Regions from separate parts of the Ovis aries genome. Here region 1 is linked to region 2. The links are chromatin contacts, called in public Hi-C maps. All regions are on one chromosome and are shown on one strand. Each heading gives the region's core, a stretch centred on a gene start, on an enhancer-like site or on the middle of the called end of the contact. The rest is flanking DNA. Distances are from core to core; before and after follow the strand shown. Region 1 overlaps ABTB3 (ankyrin repeat and BTB domain containing 3). Region 2 holds the start of ABTB3 (ankyrin repeat and BTB domain containing 3).

What was found. A called contact is a pair of places that touch in the nucleus more often than the background predicts.
Region 1: a contact with region 2 is called in a Hi-C map of skin fibroblasts, with 2.8 times the contacts expected there. The contact joins the enhancer-like site here to the promoter of ABTB3 in region 2. A contact is called at or near these places in 2 of 16 Hi-C or Micro-C datasets (blood and skin fibroblasts).

Annotation. Positions count from the first base shown.
Region 1 is chr3:176,245,664-176,251,552 of ARS-UI_Ramb_v3.0, forward strand. The region is part of intron 1 of ABTB3 (ankyrin repeat and BTB domain containing 3); the gene reads left to right. Among named protein-coding and RNA genes, the nearest start is that of ABTB3, 67 kb to the left of the region's middle. Within about 2 kb of position 3,713, at least 6 of the 54 cell types and tissues checked have an H3K27ac peak or open chromatin away from gene starts, as enhancers often do.
Region 2 is chr3:176,177,288-176,182,828 of ARS-UI_Ramb_v3.0, forward strand. It overlaps ABTB3 (ankyrin repeat and BTB domain containing 3), which reads left to right and starts at 4,102. Exons shown (of 15, transcript XM_027967689.3): 1 at 4,102-5,541. The coding sequence starts at 4,639. It overlaps LOC121819147 (a long non-coding RNA gene), which reads right to left and starts at 3,973. Exons shown (of 2, transcript XR_006059381.2): 1 at 3,910-3,973.

The DNA of each region.
Region 1 (5,889 bases), core at 2,463-4,962, 68 kb after region 2:
GTAGGTGGATGTTCGGCTCCTGTACCACCTGGCCCAGGTGTCTGTGGGAGTGGGCGGGGGAGGGCCTGCTGGCCGCTCTGCCTCTGCTCAGCTGGCTTCCCTAACACCCCTCCCTCTGCTTCAGCAGAGCAATTCTTTCTTCTCCTCCCTCAGCTCCTTTTCCAAATGGAAGGCTTTGAGGTCCGCTTGGTCCTTTGCCTGTTCTACTTCCTGCCTCTGATGGCCCCTGCCTAACTTCCCGACAGACAAGCCCCAGCTTCAGAACTGCCCTACATGCCTAACCTACATTTCCTCCCCCTGCTGCTTGCACCTGTCAGGCCCCTCCTGGAGCTATGAGTGATTTCTGCCCTACCCTACAGTGGGGGGTAGATTCCGAGACCTCATTCACGTCCTCTCCCCACTCCTTACCCTCCGAGGCTGAGACCCTCCTCACACTGAGACCAAGATTGGGCTTTCAGATCTTTGCATGTTGGTGGGCCAGGTGGAGAGAGGCAGGTGGGGCTGGGGGGACTTTCCTCATGCCCTCCTTCCTCCTGGCTGTATCTAAACGGGCTGTGTTCCTGGTCCTGGACATCGTAGCTCCTCCTATGATGCCAGGATGGGGATTCTTGGCTGCCCTGCTTGCAAGTGATGCTTAATGTACAGAAAGTGATCCTCAGAAGCGTGTTTGCTTTCTGGGCCCTGGCAGAGGAAGATGGGCTCCAGCTAGAGGCTTCTTGGCTTGTGGTCCTGAATCTTCTCATACTTTTTCTGCAGGCACCATGCAGAGTCCCTCTGTGATGAATGATCTGATTCACACACTGGAGACTCTCTGGAGTTCATGCTTATCTGAGAGCTGGGGCTGTTTTCTCTCTTGGGTCCTGGGCTGGACTCAAGGATGGAGGAAGTAGGTGGCTCCAGGGAAAGGTTAAGTCTCTCTGGTCTCCTCCAGTGTTTGTAACAGAGAGAGTCTGGTCAGAGGATGTAGAGAAACCATTGAACTGGCACCTCAGCTACTGCAACTGAGGAACCTCTCTGAAGTGTTTCTTTTTACAACCCACATTAGTGCCAGGGATTGCCTTCGAACAGAACAGCAGCAGCAGAAACCAAAGCCTGTTCGCTCCCCAGCATGGGCTGGCGGAGCACTTCCAGAGAGAACAGAGCATCCTGGTCCCTGTTCCGTCTCTCACGGACCGCGGGTGACTGCGGGACCCTGAGCAGGTCTCCTGACGTCTCTGGGCTCAGATCCCTCATCCACAATGTGGCGATGTTCATCCTTAGTTTCCAGAGGGCAAGGAGCTGGGCCAGATACTCTCAGGAGACTCCTTACCACTCTGGGATCTCGGATCCTCTCCCTTCTTCCTCCACTGACATAGACCGCACTGGGCAATTTTTGTTTATGGACGTCTCCTCTTGTGTGTTGGATGTCTCCTCCTGTGTGTTAGAATCTCACGATTCCAGCAGTGTTCCTCACCTGCTCAAAAACTTGCCAAGGCCTTCCTTCCCATCACCCTTGGAGGAGAATCCAGAGTTTTCACCTGACCTAAGGCTCTGTATGGTCCAGCCTGGCTGCCTCTTCAGCCCCAGGGCCTTTCTGCTTGTACATGGCTTTCTAATCTCAGGCCCCTTTTTGTCATTCTCTGAATATGGCAGGCAGCTCCCAACCACCAGGATGGTATCCCCGAGGCACCCAGTGCTCCTTCCTCACTTCCATCTGGAGTTTGCTTATTGCTTCCAGAGATGATTCCTTGGGCATTCATTCTGTTCAAACAACCCTCCCCTTTCTCCACCATCCCAGCCCCTGCCAGCCCTCTCTGTCCTCTTGCTGGGCCTGTATGTTTCTTCTTAGAGCCAAGAAGACATTGGTTCTCTTGGTCCACTCAAATCCTCTAGGGCCAGGCTTTCGCCATGGATCACCACAGTCCTTCTGGGACCTGGGATTATTCCCTATATATATTTGTAGGCCCTGAATACATTTCTGATGGATTTACATGTGTGCTGCAGACTCTGTGAGGCTAAGAATGAGAAAATAAGATTGCTGTGGCCAGGAGTAAGCAGTGTATGCCTCTATTGTGGGTTTGTGATAACGACCAGAACTGCCTTATATGGAATGATTACTGTGTCAAGGCGTTTGTGTTGTCTTATCCAGCCCTACAGTAGCTGAATGTGGGGATACTTAGTGGCCCCAATTTACAGGTGAAGGGCTTAGAGGTGGAAGGGACAGGTCCTTCAGTGGAGCCCAGGCCTGTCTGACTCCAGAATCCAACATCTCAACCACTTCCCTGTTCTTCTGCTTTTCAATGGGAAAAAAAGTCAGTGGCTGTCACCAGAGCACCCTGACACAGAGGTGTGCCACTGAGTACCCTTTCAGGACTGAAGGCCCCTCCTCACTCTTTGAAGCATTGCTGGTACAGCCCTGGGCTTGCAGCTCTCTTTGGAAATTGCCTCTGTTCAAAGAGCATCCAGGCCTGTATGCTATCACTTATACGTAGAATTAAAAAATACAGCAAACTAGTGAATAAAATTTTTAAAAAGCAGACTCACAGGTATAGAGAACAAGCTAGTGGTTACTAGTGGAGAGAGGGAAGTGGGGAGGGGAATTCAGGGGTGGGAAGAAAAAGGGTTATTATGGGAATATATGAAATCATGTGTGTGAAACTTTTGAAAATTGTAAAGCACTAAAGAATTTAAAGACTCTTTCATTCAACTGAAAAAAAAAGTGTATCTGGGCTAAAGTCATATCCCTCTGTAGGCAGCCCTCTCTCAGTGACTGTGAGCCTGCTTCTATTTTGTTTTAGATTGGGGGTATAAAAGCTGGGCCCCCACTCAGAAGTTCAGGACAGCTCTGAAGGTCACCCCAGCTTCTCAGCACCTAGTGGGCTGGGCTGAGGCCTCTGCTGAGACTGACTTACAACCCATCTTCTCCTTCTGCCCAGTCTTGCTTCTCACCTTCCCTCGCACAGGGGCCAAGCCCTGGAGCGCCCCTTTGTCTCTATGTATAAGTCCTATAGGTAAACCTCCACCTGCTCTTCAGCTTTTCTGGGAACCTACCTTGCTGCATGGATCCCCTCTACATCCCCTTGGAGAGGTGTCTTGGGTCTTGGAGGGCCAGCTTGTGCTGCATGAAGGCTTGGGACTATTCATTGGTAGTGATGACCAGCGGGAGGGGACAGTTGAGTGTGAGGCTCAGCATGGTTTCTCCTTGTGGTTCTGAGTTTTGATGGCCCACTGATGAGATGAACAACTTTTTGCTGAGCTGCTGTGAGCCCATACTGTGATCTTCTTAGGAAATGACTGTTGAGAACTGGAAATAAGAGAGGCAGAAATGAGATTGTTCTTTTAAAATTTCACACACAGCCCAAACAGGAAAGGGAAAGACCTGGTTTGGGGTGGGCAGTGGGATGTGGCCAGGTGTAATATATAATTCACCTTCTGGTTGTTAGAGCTTACATCTGGTTGCTTCAATTACAGCCCTGTCCCAGACTCCTTTTAATACTCTTCTAGTTTCCAGCAGGACTATGACATACAACAGATGCTCAAAAAGTGAAGGAAGATCAATGAATCAGCAGTGAGGGAAGTAACGGGAGATCAAGCCAAGGAAAGTGGGAAACATAACCTCATCATTATCTTCGGGAGACCCGCCACTTGGATATTTCTCAAACCTCAGTGGAGTGCACACTCTGCAAAGCCGATGTCAGGGCTAGAAATATCAGATGATTCAGCCACAGTCCCTGCCCAGAAAATGCTGTGACTCAGCCTTGGGCATGTCCCTTGATGACGGTCTTTGTCTTGGCTGTATTCAGATACAGTCTCTTAACCTCATGTCACTTAAAGCTTGGGGGTGATGTGATTGCTCCCTCCTTACATCTTACCTGCCCAAGCTTTTTCCTCCCCTTCTGTTTCACATCAGTTATATGACTGGACCATTTCCACCACCACTGTTTCTTGTTGAGCACTTTCCATAAGCCAACCACTGTGCTTAAAGCAATTTACATACACTATTTAATCCTTATAAGAATTCTATAAGGTAGGTACCATTATTATCCCCTTTTTATATTAATGAAGGAGAGCCCGAAGCTCTGGGAGGTCCAGGGTCTCAGAGCAAGTAAGTGCAGTCCAGTTAGTGCAGCCCATTCTCTTGGTGCTTCTTCATCCCTTGAACCTCCTGGTTCCAGCTCCACACCAGCCCATTTTCTCTGTTTTTCGTTTCTCATCTGTGTCCTGACTCTTCATGTCCAGATCTACAACTGTGCTGACACCTTTCGCTTTGGGGAATGAGAGTGGATCTTCTGTCACTTGTGCAAATGTCCCCTGGCAGGGCTTTGGCTGCACATCCCGCCCTGTGGACCGACATCAGGGTTCCCCAGGAGGCTGTATCACCGGAGTCACTGGACGCTGCCTCCTCTTGATATGAGAGCTGCCCCTTCTCTTACAGTGCAGACTAGCAGAGGTGCCGGAAACAATAACTCAGTTTCTGCTCCCAGTGACAGGCAGGTGGTCAAGCATTGGACCCGTCAGAACTGATGTTCCGGGTTGACCACCTACTTGCTGAGTGACCTTGGGCAAGTTACTGAACTTCTCTGTGCCTCTGTTTCCCCTTCCCTTTCTAAACAATGGGGATTGCAACACAGTGACCTCCCCAGAGGTTATTGGAAAGAGTAACTGAGACATTGTATTTAAAGCACTGGTTGCGGCAGCTGATGTGAGCTAAGGCTCTGTGAATGGTTGTTTTTAGCACTGTTCTCAGTATCAGCAGACAAGCCATAAACTGAATCCCCCTCTCTCCTCTCCCTCCACCCCTTTCTCCATGTTAGTCACCCACTCCCACCCGCAAAGCCTTGTGCTAGGGAGTGGGAAACAGATAACAAAGACTGACTCAGGCTCGAGCTTATAGAAACTTCCAGGAGAATGAGTATTCATGGGTCAGGCTGTTGGGTAGCCTTGGCCTTGAGTTTTACCTTGAATCTTGCCTCCACTCCTCTCTGTGTAACTCTGGGACAAGTTGATTTCTCGGAGCCCCAGATTCCTGAACCTAACAATGGACTTTACTCACATCTACCCTAACCCCTCACAGGGCTGTCTGGCCACTGTCCGGAAAGCCAGCGAATCTCTACCATCTACATTCTCTGCAGCAACAGAAGTCTCATGCCCCTGGCATCCCTGGCTTTGACAATGCTGAGAACCACCTGTGACATTTAAAGGACTTGCCTTTAACCCCAGCAGGTGTGCAGAACAACAGAATGGGTTCTCAGCACTGGCAAATGTGTTCTGAGCCCCAGTAAATGGACCCAGGATTTATGAATGGGTGTCACTGGCCTGCTGTGTTCCGTTTTATCACCAAAGATTATAGAAGATTGGGAGCTCTTATTTCAGCAGATGCTTTATGGTTTTCATTACTCTCTTGAATCTCTGCATAATTTGCTGGGGTTAGAGATGGAGTGCCTTTGTTTCTTTGTTTGCATTTTTTTCCTTTCTGTGTGAACCAGTAAAAATCAATAAAAGGCCAGCAAATGAAAGCCCTGCCCACACCAGAGCTTGCTGTGTGTTGCTGCAGGACCAAGTGGGCTTCCTTCTAGGTTGGGGAACAGTGGTTGGTTCAGGCTGAGGGAACCCGAGCCTGGGTCTCTGGGCCCGTGTAGACTCACCAAGGCCCTTGGGGATTGAGACCACACCCTGTGTTTATAGACGGAGAAACTGAGTCCAAGAATTAGGACTTGACTGTCTGAGGCTGACTTACGTGGTGTCTAATGAACCCCATTCCCTGAGTCACCTGACAGATTATTTTGGGGCGTCTGCTGCATGTAATTTGCCAGGATCAGGAGTTTGTGTTTTTCCTTTTTAACACTAAGCCGAGCTGCCGTTCTGGCACAGGGGTCTTTGAGTCAGGGTACATGCAAACATGCTGGATGC
Region 2 (5,541 bases), core at 2,852-5,351:
AACATTGAACATAGGGTAATTATCATGTGTGGAACACTGTGCTAAATGCTATGTATGGAGAAATCTCATTTAAGCCCCAGTAGCCCCAAAAGATGGGTGTGATTATTTGTGCATTCCACAGGCAAGGCAAGACAGAATAAAATAAATTGATGAGTGGATTCAGGGTACCTGATTGGAAAATTGGCACAGGCATTAATGGAACCCAAGTTGACCTGGTGCCATAGGGAAAAAAAAAAATGTGAAGCCTATTGTTTCCATCTCTTTTCTTCCCTGTACATGAGCTCTTCTTGGGTTCTTGCTGCCTACATTCTGAGTGGTCATCACTCAAGCAGTATCTGCTGCTGCTGCTGCTGCTAAGTCGCTTCAGTCATGTCTGACTCTGTGTGACCCCAGAGACAGCAGCCCACCAGGCTCCCCCGTCCCTGGGATTCTCCAGGCAAGAACACTGGAGTAGGTTGCCATTTCCTTCTCCAATGCAGGAAAGTGAAAAGTGAAAGTGAAGTCACTCAGTCGTGTCCAACCCTCAGTGACCCCATGGACTGCAGCCTTCCAGGCTCCTCTGTCCATGGGATCTCCCAGGCAAGAGTACTGGAGTGGGGTGCCATTGCCTTCTCCAAGCAGTATCTGCACATAGGTGGAAATTAAAGGCATACAAGTGATGAGACCACCAGGGAAACATGCAGAGGAGAAGAGAAAGGGCTCTGAGAATCAATCCCAAACATCAGTGATGGAGGCATCTTCCTAAGTCAGGGCTGGGTAGACAGGAGGCAGCATCAGGAAAAACTTTGCTGTGGTGGTACTCTTGGAGCTGAATTTTAGAGGATGAGGCTTGCCAGATGCAGAAGAGGAAGACAAGTGTCCTTGAGCAGAGTGAGCAAAGGAAAGAACCTCTGCAAAGACGTATCAGATGCAAGGGACAACATGTTAACTTGGAAAATCAGCAAGTGATTTCAGTATGGTTAGAATAAAGGTGTGTGTGTATGTGTATGTGTGTCTTTGTGTCTGTATGTTCATGTGTGTGCAGATATCTGTGTGGGTGTGTGAGTGCATCATGTGTCTATGTGACTGAATACGTTTTCAGAAGGCTAGGGTGATGACAGAGAGCCTAGAGGACAAAGCAATTTTCAGATCATTGAAGACTGTGTATCCTTGTAGTCAATGGTATGTGAAAAAATACATATAGGGAAAGCTCTATTATGAGGAATTGGTTCATGTAATTGTGCAGAATGAGAAGTCTCATGATTTAACGTTTGCAAGCTTGGAGGCCCAAGAAAGCTGCTGGTATAATTCAGTCCAAGTCCAAAGACCTGAGAACCAGGGGAGCAGGTGATGTAAATCCCAGCCTAAGGGCTGAAGGAGATGAGATGTCCCAGCTCAGTGAGGTGGAGGTTGGGGAGTAATGAATTCTTCCTTTTTCTACCTTTTGTTTTACTCAGTCCCTTTGCAGACTGGATGATCTTCAGCCACAATGGTTGAAGGGCAGGGAAGTCTAGCGTGCTGCAGTCCATGGGATCACAAAGAGATGGACACGACTGAGTGACTGAACAACCACCACCCCAGTGGGGAGAGCAGTTTCCTAAGTCCATCAGTTCAAATGCTAATCCCACCTGGAAACATTCTCAAAGAAACACCCAGAACAATGTTTAATCTAGGCACCTGTGGCTCACTCAAGCTGACACATAAAGTTACTGTCACAATCTCTTTTAAAAGGTTTGGAATATTATGGAAATAGTCTGGGAACAGAATGAGATCCCTGAAGGCCAGCTAACCAAGAAAAACTTTATTTATCTGCAAGGCAAATGAGAGCCTTTGAATTTACTACAAGATAGGAATGAGAAGATGAGAACTGGGATTTTGGAAGATTCTTGGACTTGATGGTTTGGTGAAGAAGAGGCAGGAGAGAGGAGACCAGTTGGTAGAATATCGTAATAGTCAACAGAAAGAGGTGATGGGCATAGACATTAGGATGGTAGCTACAAGGTATTAGGGTGAAGTGTCGTTTATTAGGGTGAAGGGATGAGTAATGGTGGATTTGGACTGACAGAGATGAGAGACATCAGACAATCAACTGGGTTATCTGGGGAAATCCATAATTGAACCAGCAGTTCAAAAGCATATCCTTTCTTCACCAGTGTACAACAAATATTTACTGATTGCCTCCTCTGTGTCAAGCCTGTGCATGGGGAATCTGTAGTTCAGTGTGGAATCTAACCAGTAACCAGACTGCGGCAACCTAGTATTACAAGGGCCCAGAAATCAACAGCCTCAGAAGTGGCAGAGGTGTTGAAACACCCAAGACAGTACTGAGTGTTAAAAAGACACCAGGCCCCAAATGGAATCCCAGATGGCACTAGTGGTAAAAACAAACAAACAAACAACAACAACAAAAAAACCCACCTTCCAATGCATGTAGACATAAGAGACACAGGTTCAGTTCCTGGGTTGGGAAGATCCCCTGGAGGAGGGCACAGCAACCCACTCCAGTATTCTTGCCTAGAGTATCCCATGGACAGAGGGCCTGGTGGGCTACCGTCCATAGGGTGGCGAAGAGTCAGACACAACTGAAGCGACTTAGCACATGCTAAGCTCCACCTGGCTCTTCCAGAAATGGAATCTTAAAGTAGTCAATCAGGAATCACTTGAGCAGCAATAGTTAGGTAATCTACCTTCTAGACCCCCTGCCATCCCCGAGAGGAAAGCAGTCTAGCAATAACCAACCATCTCTTTCGCCTGGTGTAACTTCCTCGTTCCCTCTCCATTCTGTCTATGTAAGTCTTTCATTTCATATAGCTCCTCCAAGCTCCTTTCCATCTGCTACATGCGAAACTGCCAGATTTGCAAACGGTTGAATAAAGCCAATAAGAGCTTTAAATTTTACTTAGTTGAATTTTGTTTTGTAACATGAAGGATCTGGGCTACCTTCCCTAGAAGGGCATTTTTAAGCTAGAAACTCAGAGGAAGCCAGAGCAGGAGAGTCCCCTACCCCCTGGCAGAGACAGTGGGACTGGTGATCCCCAGGTGAATAAGATTTGGTTTCTGCCCTGGTGGATGGGGACAATTAACAGGACAATGCTATTGGACATAAATGCAATTAAGACATGCATATAGATCATTCTTTAGTCAAAAAAGAAAAACTCTTGAGCTGTCTGGAACTATACCCACCAGAATGTCAAAGTGAGACTTCACAGGTGGCTCAGTGGTAAAGAATTTGCCTGCCAAGCAGGAGATGCAGGTTCTGTCCTTGGGTTAGGAAGATCCTCTGGAGAAGGGAATGGCAACCCACTCCAGTATTCTTGCCTGGAAAATCCGGTGAACAGAGGAGCCTGGCGGGCTACAGTCATGGGGTCGCAAAGAGTCCGACAGGGCTTAGCGAGTAAACCACAGCAAGCCCTCCCTCCAGTCCACCCCCCCAGGCACTTGAAGGATCGACTCAGGGTCCTCCTGGCTACTAAAGGAATGTAGTTCACGAGCCCTGGTGGCTGTCGGCTAGTGTCCAGAGACAGCTTTCCAGCCCTGTCCGTTCCTTATCCCTCTGCTTGTCTGGTTTCTTATCTCCACTCTGGCAAACTGGGTCTGAAAGAGGGCAGCATTAATTGTTTTGGGGACCCGAAGGTCGGGGGAGTCAGGAGAGGAAGAAAAAACATACTTTGTGTACTAGAGAAAGAAAAAGGAAAGTGAAATCTGAAACGCTAGGGCAGAAAGCGACCCCAAGCAGACACATTGTGAACCGCTGGGGGGAGCACAACTCGGTGGGTGGGTGGGTCACCTGTCCAACCTACCCAACCTACCCTTCTCCAGGTCTGGTATCAAAGCCGAAGCCTGAAGGGCAGGGACAGCAGGGATAATCATCCTGCTTTTCTAATAATCATCAGCGATTCTAAGCTCCCACTGCCCCCAACACACACCCACCTCTAGTTCTCAGGCCGCAGCTCACCACTTCCTGCAGCCTCGGTCCCAGGTCGGGGGCGTGTTTGAGGGGCGGGGCTGCGTGGAGCTGAGGAAAATATTTATTTATTTATTTAAAGATAATTAGCATCCTCCAATCCCATTGGCTCTCCGCCGGCCCTGCTTTACATACGCCCGCCCCGCTAGCTGCCCAGGGCTTGCGGGGTTCGGCAGGGTTTGCAGCCGCCGCGGTCGCTGCTGCTCTTCAGTGCCGGGCGGGCGAACACGGAGTGAACCCCGGCCCGGGAACCGGGAACCGGGGAGCCGAGAGCCAAGAGCCAGCTGCCGGCGGAGCTGCTGCCGCGGCGGCATCTGAGTAAATTTCCGTCCTACGAACACCGAGGCCGGCGTCCAGCGGCTTCTGCGCCCAGCCCGGCCCAGTAGGGAGTGGATCAGACACTTTTTATTTTGGAAGAAAGGGGCGAGTCCGGCGTGAGCTTCTCCCCCGGCCTGGCTCGCTCCTTAGCGCGCCCCAGATCCGGCCTGGGCTCTGGAAGATGACTCCCTGGTGTGCCCTGTGGATTCCAGCGGCGACGGCTCGGGGAGGCATCCGAAAGTAGTCACACTTGGTAGCGGCGGCTGGTGGAAAAGTGAGCCGAGGCGGCGCTGACTCGGCTCTTCCCGCGCCCCGGCGCCCGCTGCTCCTCGCTGCTCCTTCCCCTCGGCTCCCCGGCGGCATGAAGTGGCGCAGCGATGGCCAGGAGAGGTAAGAAGCCGGTGGTGCGGACGCTGGAGGATCTAACACTGGACTCGGGTTATGGTGGCGCGGCGGACTCAGTGCGCTCCTCCAACTTGTCCCTGTGCTGTTCCGACTCGCACCCGGCGTCCCCGTATGGCGGGAGCTGCTGGCCGCCTCTAACTGACTCCATGCACAGCCGGCACAACAGCTTTGACACTGTCAACACTGCCCTGGTGGAAGACTCCGAGGGGCTGGACTGTGCCGGCCAGCACTGCTCGCGGCTGCTGCCGGACCTCGACGAGGTCCCCTGGACCCTCCAGGAGCTGGAGGCGTTGCTCCTGCGCTCACGGGATCCCCGGGCAGGCCCGGTGGCCCCCGGCGGCCTGCCTAAAGACGCATTGGCCAAGCTGTCGACGCTGGTGAGCCGGGCGCTGGTACGCATCGCCAAGGAGGCACAGCGCCTGAGCCTGCGCTTCGCTAAGTGCACCAAGTATGAGATCCAGAGCGCCATGGAGATCGTGCTGTCCTGGGGCCTGGCGGCGCACTGCACGGCGGCCGCGCTGGCCGCACTGTCCCTCTACAACATGAGCAGTGCCGGTGGCGACCGCCTGGGCCGCGGCAAATCGGCGCGCTGCGGCCTCACCTTCTCTGTGGGCCGCGTGTACCGCTGGATGGTGGACAGCCGCGTGGCGCTACGCATCCACGAGCACGCAGCCATCTACCTGACGGCCTGCATGGAGAGCCTATTCCGGGACATCTACGCGCGGGTCGTGGCCTCCGGGCTGCCCAGGAGCTGCAGCGGCCCAGGCCCGGGCTCCAGCTCCGGCCCAGGCCAAGGCTCGGGCCCCGGAGCAGCCCCCGCGGGGGATAAGGAGCGGGAGGTCCCCGGAGGGGGAGCGGCGAGCGGCGGCGCCTGC